Regions from separate parts of the Mus musculus genome. Here region 2 is linked to region 1. A link is a contact called in public HiChIP or PLAC-seq data. All regions are on one chromosome and are shown on one strand. The core of a region is the stretch at or near the end of the contact, and the rest is flanking DNA. Distances in the headings are between cores, read along the strand shown.

Region 1 (5,247 bases), core at 2,548-5,047:
CTCAGGACCTATGCGTCTGTCCTGGCTTATTTGTAGAATCTCATATTACTTGCTCTCAGAAAGGTACACCTTTGTTTCTTGTCTTCTGTTTACTCCTAAAAAATATGTGTCAGGCAGCTACATAGGTCAACCCCAGGAGATGTATTTGGATCTCCTATGGCTGCCATCTAACCCTCTTAAACCCAGTTTTGAAATGCCCTTGGGGTCTGCTTCTATAGGCATTGTTACTGCCAAGCAGGCCCTGGGCGTGCAGCTCCAAGACCTTGGGAGGCTAGACTGGGAGGTGTGTGCAGGTGGAGCTCACTGCCGGACACGGATCTGCCATGATTTCCAAGGACTCCTTCAGGAACCTGGTCTTCATCTGAGCCCTCTGATTAAGGAGAGGGTGTGATGAGGCAGGGCAGGTTTTGAGGTTCTGATGTGGTCTTCTAACAGAAGGAGCCAGAGGGGAGGGAAAACTGAGGCCCAGGTGTATCCTTAGGAATTCCCAGACTGAGAGCGGGAGTGGTCGGTCTTCTCAGTGACTGACAGAAAGATGCAAAGCTCAGAGTTAATGGCTCAGTTTCCTAAGAAGCAGAGGAGGTCAGCTGACAGGGAGTGAAACCAATGACCACTCAGCGGGATGCAGACTTAGGGTAAAGGGGGCTCCAGACACACTCTTGCCCTCCTCAGCTTTGGGCTCACATCCGTTCTGCAGCCTCTGACCCAAACCAGAGTTCTCCAACAGCCTTCTCTCATTTAACTTTGGCATCCTGCTCCTTGCTACAGAAAGCATCGTCCTATGGACACAAAGCTAGAAAAGAGGGAGGCAAACCGAGAGAACGGGAGCTTCAAGAATCGACTAATGTTCCAAGCACACTGTAGCGAGCTGAGCAAGGCTGATTTAGCCTCCAGAAATTTAGCCTCACTGAAATGGTTAATGACAGCCATTTTAGTGGACGGACCAGGGGTACACATGGAAGCAGGTTTGGTTTTAACATTATAAAACTACATGTTCACAAGTCTTTATCAACTAACTTTTTAGGGATTTCTTTTGTGAGGGATTTGTATGTGTGTGTTTATGCATGTTCACGTTTGTGGATACAGGTAGATGCACACGTGTGTGCATGTGTGTTTGTGTGTAATGTGTATGCAAGTTATGCATGCTCACATGAAGGTGGATACAGGTGGATGTGTGTGTGCATGTACACGTGTGTTCCTTAATTATAGTCTACCTTGTATATTGAGGCAAGATCTTTCACTTGAATGGAGAGTTCACTGATTTATCTAGTCTAGGTAGCTGGATGGCTTCAGGGTGCTGCCTCTAGAGTGCTGGGGTTACAACTGGATCACCTATGTGCACCCAGGGTTCATGTAGGTGCTAGGACCTGAACCGGGTGCACATGGTGGCCCATCTGTAACCCCAGCACTTTAGGGGCAGAGATGGGATCCCAGAAGCAAGCTGGTGTGTCTTGGAATCCACTCAAACTGCTTGTGTAATGAGGTCTGTGCTAACGCAATGACTGGCTGCATCTGTGTATGCTCGTCTAACCTCCACAGTTACCTGCAGAGCAGAGCAGCACAGCTAACGTTGGGAGCCATTTTTATATTGCTACTGTGCTGGGCTAGAGGCAACACTGCTCTTCATTCTACTGCTCCCTTTGAGCACGAGGTATTTATCCTCTTGAGAGTGTGCACATTTATAAATACACACATGTATGTATATATGCACACACACACACATGTGGGGGAGGTTGTTGAGACAGGGTTTCTCTGTGTCACCCTGGCTGTTCTGGAACTCACTCTGTAGACCAGGCTGGCTTTGAACTCAGAGATCTACCTGCCTCTGCCTCCTGAGTAATTAAGATTAACAGAGTGTGCTACAACTGCATGGCTATTTTTTCAATATGATGCTTACTAGATTTTTTTCACACATATTGAAAATTAAGTAGTGTGTGGGGGCTGCCTGTGCCACTGTGCATATGGAGGTCAGATGACAAACTTTGGAGTTGTTCTTCTCCCATCTTATGGATTCTGGGTATCAAATTGAGTCCTTTAGGACTTGGGCAGCAGGTGCCTTTTACCTGCCTAGTCAGAGTCATTTTGATGGCCAGAGAGCAGACTTTTTTTTTTTTTGGACATGGAATTTTCTGTGAGTACCCCCCCCAAATTTCCCCTTAATTATAGAGGAAAGTCTTAGAATATCAAACCACCCTTGGTGTCTGGGTTGTTTGCAGCCGGAGCAAGCTGGGAAAGTGTCTTTGGTCAACTTGCAGTCCTTTGCTCGATATATATATATATATATATATATATATATATATATATATATATATACACACACACACACATATATACATATATATATATATATGTTTGTTTTTCTTTGTTTTATCCCTGGCAGAAATGGGGGCGGGGGCGGGGGGGGGCAGCCTAATGGTCAGCGCATCCTGGAGGAAGGGCCCTTTCCTTTATCATCATTCCAAGATCTTCCAACAAGAACTCAAAGGCCACAGATTGTTTTTACATTTTCTAAACTAACTGCAAGCATTTCTCCATCAGAGTCCTGCAACTAAATTGAAGGCACGGTGTTGGTGCCAAGAGAGGACCACTGGTGGGAAGCTGATAGGAACAGGAAGGACGGCAGGGCAGTGTCTGCCCAGGGAGCAGAGTAGACAAGGCTCCAACAGAAGCACCTCTCTGTGGCTGCCTTTCTAGGAGCAGGACTATTATTTTGAGACAGGGCCTTGCTATGCCACCCTGGTTTGACTTGGAATGAATGATGCACATCAGACTACTTTTAAACATGGGGTGGTCCTCCTGCCTCAGATTTCTGAGTGTTAGAGTCACAGGTGTGTGCCATCACTCTGGGATCCAAACTGTATTTAATCTGCATTTCTCTTTATGAGTAAGTTTGTTTCTTCTAGTATTTCTCAGAATTCTTCTGTTTCTATGACTATTGCATTTATATTCTTTGCCCAGTTACCTACTGGACAGCTAGTTTTGTTCTGGTTGAATTTTTTCTAAATGGTATTTTATCATTTTATTCAAATTCAAAGGGAATTGAGCTTTTTGCTGTGTTACGATTAGTAGGTATTCACTAATCTCTCAACTATGTTTTTGTGTTGAGTTTTCTCATTAATGGAGACCAGTTTATCAGGTTTTATTTTAGGAGTTCTGAATACTATGCCTGTTTAGAAAATCCCTGTAACTCCATGACAATAACAAAACTACCTCATGTTATAAAAGTATATCTACATAGTTTTGTTTGTTTGTTTGGTTGGTTTGGTTTGGTTTGGTTTTTGAGACAGGGTTTCTCTGTATAGCATTGGCTGTCCTGGAACTTTGTAGACCAGGCTGGCCTGGAACTCAGAAATCCGCCTGCCTCTGCCTCCCAAGTGCTGGGTTTAAAGGCGTGCGCCACCACCGCCCAGCTATATCTACATAGTTCTTCTAGAACTTTTTTTTTAACCTTAAGACTATCTAATCTACCTGGTATTTTTTTCTATATACTTTGCAAAACAGAAACCAACCCATTTCCCACATGTCTATCCAGTAGTGTTGAAAAGGTCAGCTCAGGAATTTTGGGAAGGTCATGAAACACTCGCCCCTCCGGAAGGGAGAGGCTAATTAACATTCCTCAGACCACAGGGTGGGAACTGACCTGCGGGTGGGGACACTTTCTGTCCACCTTCAGACAAGGACTTCCCTTGTTACCTCATTCCCTAAAGACCAATCAGTTTAAAGGGTGCACTGTTCCACCAATCATATTGTGCCTAGTTGCTGATGCGCTAGTCTGCCCCTGGAAACCATATAAAAACTCCGAACAGGCGCCAGGGGTCGCTGCTTCTCCTTTGGGTCTGGGCCAACTCCAGTGCGCTAGCGGGAACAATAAATTCCTCTTTCTTTTTTGCATGGATCCCGGCTCCACATGGTTCACTGGGGTCCCTGGTAAGCTAAGGCTCCCCGGAGTCTTACAGTGTCAACACCCATGATTGAGTGGCTGACGACTTTCACAGATTTGAAATGCTGTTCTCCTATTTGCATCTGCTTAGGAACTTCCCATTATTGCTGAGCTTTAATTTTGTCTTGACCTCATCCTTGAAGGACGTTCGCTTTTGCTGTCATTTTGCTTTTAAATGGGAGGATCTTGAGCATGCGTAGATGCAGAGAGAGAACAGGAACTGAAGGGCAGATGCGGATGAAATGGGATCACAAAGGACGACAGACCTAAGGAGCAAGGCAATATGTGCTCTGAGTTCTTCAAGTCGCCCCCCCCCCCCCCCGATAATGTGAGGTACAATTACTCTTGTGTCATCGCCACAAAATCCCCCACAGCAACAATCTAAAGGAAGAAAGATTTATTTCGACCCGTGGTTTCAAGGCCTCAGTCCTTGGTCAGTCGCTCTGTGCCTTTAGCCCAAGCATCATGGTGCTGCCATGTGACAGCGGCACTTCTCACCTCATGAAGGACAGGAAGCTGAGACGGAAGAATACAGGAAGAGGTCAGGGTCCCATTTAGCAGCCATCTCCCACGGATACCAGTTCAGCGACCTGCTTCCCCAACTAGGTTCTACTTCGTATCTTACACCACCTCCCACTAATGATCTTATTATGACTCAATATGTTAATCTACCCATTAGATCAGAACCCACAGGATCTGCCTGTCTCCTGAAATCCACCCCCAACCCCAAACATATGTAGAGGTGTTTTACTAATCTCCTAGGTGTGCCTCGATCCAGTCAAGTTAACAAGGTTACCGTCTGGGGTCCTGTTTCTTGAGAGTTAGTGACAGTTAATGTTTGCTGGGGAAAGGGGAAACATTTCTTTTAATGGTGTAGCCAATGGGAAGTTGCTTATGTTTCTGCACCTAACTCCTCACCCATGCTCACGGAAGCAACCTTAATTAAATTCACTGGGTCACCAAAAAGAAAGAAACAGTAGAGACTTGTTGAGAGGAAATGGATCAGCAGCAGTACGAGGGATGACTGGGTGAATTTAATCAAACTGCATCAGATACACGGATGACAATGTCAAAATGAAATCTGTCATTGTATATGATTAATGTACGGTAGACTAGTCTCATATAGACTAGTCTCATATGTAGTGTCTCTCCCAGTTTGTTAGTCTCCTGTCGGGCTCTTCCCCGTCTAGCCTGGAATCGCTATTCTTCTTCTGGCTCCCCAACCAGAATCTGTAGATTCTTGCCTTGGATTGGTTGCATCAGCAACAGACATCCTCTGTCATGGCATCTAAGCCATTCTAGGACCA
Region 2 (6,030 bases), core at 329-2,828, 410 kb after region 1:
GTCGTCCTGGGAATATGCAGCTCAAGGAGCAAGAGAAGCAGTGGTTCCATGCATTGGTTGCTGCGGATTTTCATGCTGCTGCTTCATTTGCCATGGCTTTGTCATGGGCTCCCTGAGTGTCTGAGGTGTCCGTCCTTAGCTCTTCTGTGTGAAAGCTCTTCTGTGGTGGACTCACTCCATTCCAGGACCGCCCCAAACTCGCTTCTCAAGGAGTTCTTTCCTGAAGATTAACTCCATATTAACTCTGACCTCACTCCTCGGCTCCAGGCTTTGTCCCCTCCGTGCTTACACTGTGTGTGTCTCTCTCTCATGCACACGCACACACACCCATACACATACACCCATACACACCTATACACACACACACACATATATATACATACATATATATATATACACACACATGCACGCACACACATACACACACATATGCACATACACAGACACGCATGCACACATGTACACACATGCACACACATATATATGTACACACACACTTGTATCAGGCTTACTTTTCAGTGTGAGGCCTGTCAGCACAGGATCCTGCCTGTTTTGTTCCTATTGAGTTGTGAGGAGTCTCGCCCCTCTTCCCCACAGAGGAGAACCATCAGGAGCCTGGACCCCGAGCTGGGCTTGACTCTAGTGCTTCCTTGTCTTCTCAGCAGGTTGTGCCAGCTAGCCCTCAGGAGGCGAGAACAGAGGCCAGAGGCTCACTGTGCTCTCTGTAGCCACTGGTTGTGACAGTGTGTGTCTGACCAGGCTGACCGGCTACTCTTTAGTGGGCTCGCACAGGACACATTTGGTGGCTTCCTGAGGAACATTTGGGCCACTTGGCATTGTTATTTGAGTTGTCCCTTTCTTCCTTGTCGTCCTCTGTGAGGTCATCTCTGTCACTTTGGTCATTCAAGAGACTACTGTTGTATGCTAGGATCTAGAAAACATAGCTTACACCACGCCACCTTCTGTTGTGTCCACCAGACCCATAGAAAGCTCACGTCTCTGCCTAATGGCCGCCCTTGATGACCTGTGCCCCCGCTCCACTTCTCTTTCCCATGCACAGCCCTGAGGTGGTTACAGCCAGTCCTATGGATAGTTTTGCCATCTCTCAACTATAAACATTTCTCTTAGGCCCACTCTCTCCTGAGTTCCAGACCATATTTCCCCCTGGCTGCTGGGTCCAACCAGTCACCATCCTTTTTCCCCAAACCAACTATCTCTCTCACCAGCCAGCCGTAGAATCTGATTGGTTAATGACCGTCACCTTCCGCACATTCCTACCTGGAAAGCTGAGAATCACCTACCTGCTGAACTTGCCTCTGGTCATCACCTCTCTCTCCCTCCCGCGTGGTCTCCCTCTGCCATTCCTACAGGAATCTTGTACATTGGCAGTGACCTTCCTAAATAAAACACACACCCCATTTGACCCCCAGCTACCAGGAATCCCAGTCTCCCTGGAGCCTGCCCGGCCCCAGCCTGTTTTAACCTGTTCCCCATTGCTACTTCTCTGCAACCCCTCCACAAGCTCCACCTCCGACTGCCGCCAGTCAGTTCCAGATTGACATCAAGCCCTGGTGTAGCTGCCTCGTGACCCAGGCATTTGTCTGGTCATTTCCTTCTCTCAGGTGTTCCCCACCCCCATCCCCCCTTGTACCATGTAAATGCCTTGTTTTTCAAGGCCCAGAGGGCATCTTGAGCTCTCAGACCCACCCCCTCCACTTCTTTCTCTGAACGTCATCCTGTGTGTGTATATCCTGTTACATCAGATAGCATACCCTCCTCCTCTGTCTTCCCCTTCACCTGTCCCCAGTCCCTCTGACTCATTTGTCTTTGTAACTTTAGTTCCTGGCCTTTCACAGTTTTTGTTGAATAAGGATGGATAAATGAATGGGAGAGGAGTGCCCAAAGAGAATTTCGAAAATTTTAGCTTGTATCCTTCTGGCCAAAATGTATTATATTAGTCCTTTAAAAAATGTTATCAGTTTTTATTTTTAAAATGTGTGTGTGTGTGTAAGAGAGAGAGAGAGAGAGAGAGAGAGGGAGAGAGAGAGAGAGAGAGACAGAGACAGAGAGAGGAAAGGTACATGTGTGAAAGTCAGAAAGAGACCCACATCTCCCTCTTCATTGGCCTGGGCCCACTCCATTGTTACTTCTCTTTGCCCTCTTGCCCCCTTTCCCTTACTGAGTTGTAACTAGTGAGAATATAACAAGGTTAGCATCACACATAGACGTTGTGTGAGGAGATTAGAGATTAGAGGGTACTGCCTGCTGTGAGCCAGGATCCACAGGAGTACTTGGGTACCACTTGCCACCAGACACACTGCTAATGCCACACAGCCTGCCTTATTTACAAAGTATCGTTCCCTTCCCGCCTCTTGAACTCCCCTGGCCTTTCTCACAGCTCCTGGGGGCTCTCGGAAGGAGGCCCAGGAGGTCACCATTGAACACCTTTCACGGCCATCTCTGCACTGTAATGTGCCAGCCTGGAGCTGCAGTGAGCCTGACTGAGGAGCTAGCTGCCTCGGACATCCCTGGTCAGTCTGCTCTGCATCCTAGCAGAGGGCTGGGAGGGTTGGTCTCCACTGCAGACCAGACCTACACACCCTGCTGCACCAGACTGTAGGCTCTGTGCCACTTTTGGGCAATATACTGATAAGCTGTTTCTGTGCCCATCCTCCAGTTGTGTAGGTAAATTCCGGACACGTATCTTAAGGCGTATCAAAACAAAATTGTCCACAAAGCTTGTTTCCTCTTTAAAATTCTGACTAATTCGTAGTGAAGAGGAAGCCCCCCCACCCCCCCGGGCAGAGCTCCACCACCAGTGTCCAGAGAGGCCATCATAGGGAGTGAGTCAGAGCAGAAGAGCTCACACTGCAGTGAGCTCTCTCACCTGAGTCCGAGCTGTACTAGGCGCTCAGTGGCTGTGGACCACCCTCCAGCTTATCTTTACCTTTGTAAAGAGAACTCTTTCGTTAGTTAAGTTTGTCTACTTTAAGGTCACCGAGACTGACTGATTCTGTGTACATAGAAGAAATGGGCCGATCTGGTCCTCCTGCCTCGTCTCTACTGCTACCTCAGGAATTTCTCGTGAAATGTTAGGCTGCAGTGACTATTTTTAAGGTGTAAGGAGCTCAAATCATGTATTTCCATGGCTGCAGAAAAGTGAAGAGGGAATACTGGTCACTTTTGGTAGGAAATGTGCGTGACAGTCCTGGAATAGAAGCAGGAGAACTTTTCACTTCAGATGTTTCTTACAGAAGTCATTTAGCTTCTAAATCTGGGGTGCCATTTTCATAATCTACCACCATTTTGCAGAAGTGGTATTTATGAAGAAATTTGGCTTCAGAATAATTATTCTCTTGGAGATGTAAAAAAAAAATTAACCATTTGAATGATATTGAGGAGCTGCTTTGAGGCGAGTCCCCAATGCAGGGGTCCTTGGGTAGGGTCCCCTTGGCACCTTCCGACCTTGCCTCACGGCTCAGCCTCTGTCTTCTTCCCTACTGTTTGGCCTTTCCTAGGAGAGCTTCCAAGTGGGACCATGTATTTTGTAGCCTTTTGCATTCAATGGCTTCTTCCACTCACTGTGTTAAATTTGAGATTTATTCATGCTGTCAGTAGTTCGCTTTTTGTTACTGCTGAGTGGTAAACCCCGTTAGATTGGCTGCTGGGACGTGGTTGTCTTTCTTCCAGTTGAATGACATCATGGTGCTTACGACAAAGCCGCTGTGAATGTGTACACACTTGAATTCATAACCTGCGCTGGGGTTACTGGCCTTGATGCAGAGTGTGTGTCTAACGGTTGAAAAGTGATCGTGGCATTTACACTCCCACTGCCAACAGATGGATGGTCTGTTGTGCCCCCACCCCCACCCCAACGGTTGGTGCTGCTGCTTTCACAAAAAGACTGGAAGGCTTGATTTTAACCATGCTGGATATATACAGGTGTGTCGGATGGGAGCATCTCACAGCCTCGGTTTGCATTTTTTGTAATGGTTGATTCTGCTTAGTATTTTTTTCACATCTATTTATATATAAAATATATTTATATTTGCTATATAAATATATTGTGTTATAATTATATAATGTGTAATGTATTATATAAATTATATAAATATATATTATAGATATATAAATACAGTCTTAGCTCATTTCTTTTATTGGCTGTTGGGTTTTGTTCCCAGCCCCTTTTGCCATTAACTTGCTTCCAATATTCTTGTGGCGTTAACGTCAGAGAATAATTTCAGTAATGGCTCTGTTGCCACTTTTTCTCCTTCATGAATTGTGGTTTTAGGGTCCTATCTAAGAAGTGTTTTTAATCTACTGACTGAAAGATTTCTCCTGGGTTTTCTTACAGAGGCACTGTAGTTCAGGATTTTACATTTATTCTGTGACCTGTTTGTGCTTAATGTTTCATATGTGTGAGGGAAAGTTTGAGGTGTTTTTTTTTTTCTTTTTCTTTTTTCTGTTATTTAATTTTTTACTTTATCCAGTTGGCCCAGGACCAAGGAGCAATTACTGAAAAGTTACCAGTTCTTCGCAGAACTCTTACAAAATCAACTCGATGTCATGTATTGAGCTAACTTTTTCTTTGATAACCATAAATGTATTTCTGAAACTGCTTCCTGCCTGCAATCGTGTCCCAGTACAAGGCCAGCTGTAGACTGCTGTCCCCCTGTGTGACAGAGTTGCTGTCTGTGGCCGTTTCTCTTTGTGACTGGATTTAGGCACTTTACCCTGGCTGTCATCAGGGCCGTCTTAGCTTCCGTGGCTAGTGTTGTAATAATGCTTGGGGAAGCTGCTGTCCTCTCCTAACATAGTTCCCCTCCTCGACCTGTTTTCTGGGCTCCCTTACTGAAGCTGCCCCTGTGGGCCTGTCTCCTGCTGTGGCCAGTGCTCTCCCCCGGTCCTTTCCCTACCCTGTTTTTTCCTCTGTGGTTCACTTGGAATCATCTGCTGTTCAAGTCGTGTAACACTGCTGCCCTTGGATCTGCCGTCTTCATCCTGTTCATCCCGTCTAGTAGAGTTTTCCTCTCAAATACTGTAATTTTCATTTTATCTTAATCGATAATTTTCATTGTTTTTTTACACCTGTCTTTAATATCCTAATTTCTTTGCTACCTTTGACCGTATAAAGCATAGGTAAGTCTCTAATGTAATATCCTTGACTTTGGGTTCTATTGCCTTTGTCACATGCAGGTCGTTTTCATTGACTTTTCTTGTTTTATGAGTCCTGTCTTCCTGGTTTTTTTTTTTTTTTTTTTTTTTTTTTTTTTGGTTTTTCGAGACAGGGTTTCTCTGTGTAGCCCTGGCTGTCCTGGCACTCACTTTGTAGACCAGGCTGGACTCGAACTCAGAAATCCGCCTGCCTCTGCCTCCCAAGTGCTGGGATTAAAGGCGTGCGCCACCACGCCCGGCTGCCTGTCTTCCTGTTGTATGTCTGCTACTTTTTAACATATGACCTTGCAGTGAGTAACTTGTTAGTTTTTCAAGGCTTGCTTTTAGACAGCTTTCCATAGGAACAAAACACACATACATGTGTGCACACAGGATGCCTACTTTATACACACGTGCACGCAGACACATACACAGAGACTCATGCATGAGCGTGCAACCCCCCACATACACACATACACACACACACACATACACACACATATACACACACACACATACACACACACATACACACACACATACACACACACACATACACACACACACATACACACACACACATACACACACACACATACACACACATATACACACACACATACACACACACACACATACACACACACACATACACACACTCACACACACACACACACACTCACACACACACACACACTCACACACACACTCACACACACACTCACACACACACCCCTGTAGTTGGGCGGTGATGTCCTGAGCATTCGCCGCTCCAGACTTAGACTTTCTTCTCTCCGCTTCCGTAGCCCTCACCAGCCAAGACCCTCTCTGACTTCTGACTGCTGGTCTGCTCTTTGGCTGTGACTGTCTCAAAGC

Evidence for each region. HiChIP or PLAC-seq counts read pairs in DNA pulled down with a chosen protein or histone mark.
Region 2: an H3K27ac HiChIP or PLAC-seq map of embryonic stem cells shows a contact between it and region 1, with 6 read pairs. The contact joins two enhancer-like sites. A contact is called at or near these places in 2 of 115 datasets of contacts at active chromatin or transcription factors (both in embryonic stem cells) and 2 of 9 other capture datasets (liver and macrophages).

Annotation. Positions count from the first base shown.
Region 1 is chr14:76,077,879-76,083,125 of GRCm38.p6, forward strand. No RefSeq gene overlaps it. Among named protein-coding and RNA genes, the nearest start is that of Gpalpp1, 30 kb to the right of the region's middle. Within about 2 kb of position 3,798, at least 19 of the 459 cell types and tissues checked have an H3K27ac peak or open chromatin away from gene starts, as enhancers often do. A contact at or near this core is called in embryonic stem cells, where this site is marked.
Region 2 is chr14:76,493,658-76,499,687 of GRCm38.p6, forward strand. The region is part of intron 1 of Tsc22d1 (TSC22 domain family, member 1); the gene reads left to right. Among named protein-coding and RNA genes, the nearest start is that of 4930444M15Rik, 24 kb to the right of the region's middle. Within about 2 kb of position 1,579, at least 25 of the 459 cell types and tissues checked have an H3K27ac peak or open chromatin away from gene starts, as enhancers often do. A contact at or near this core is called in embryonic stem cells, where this site is marked.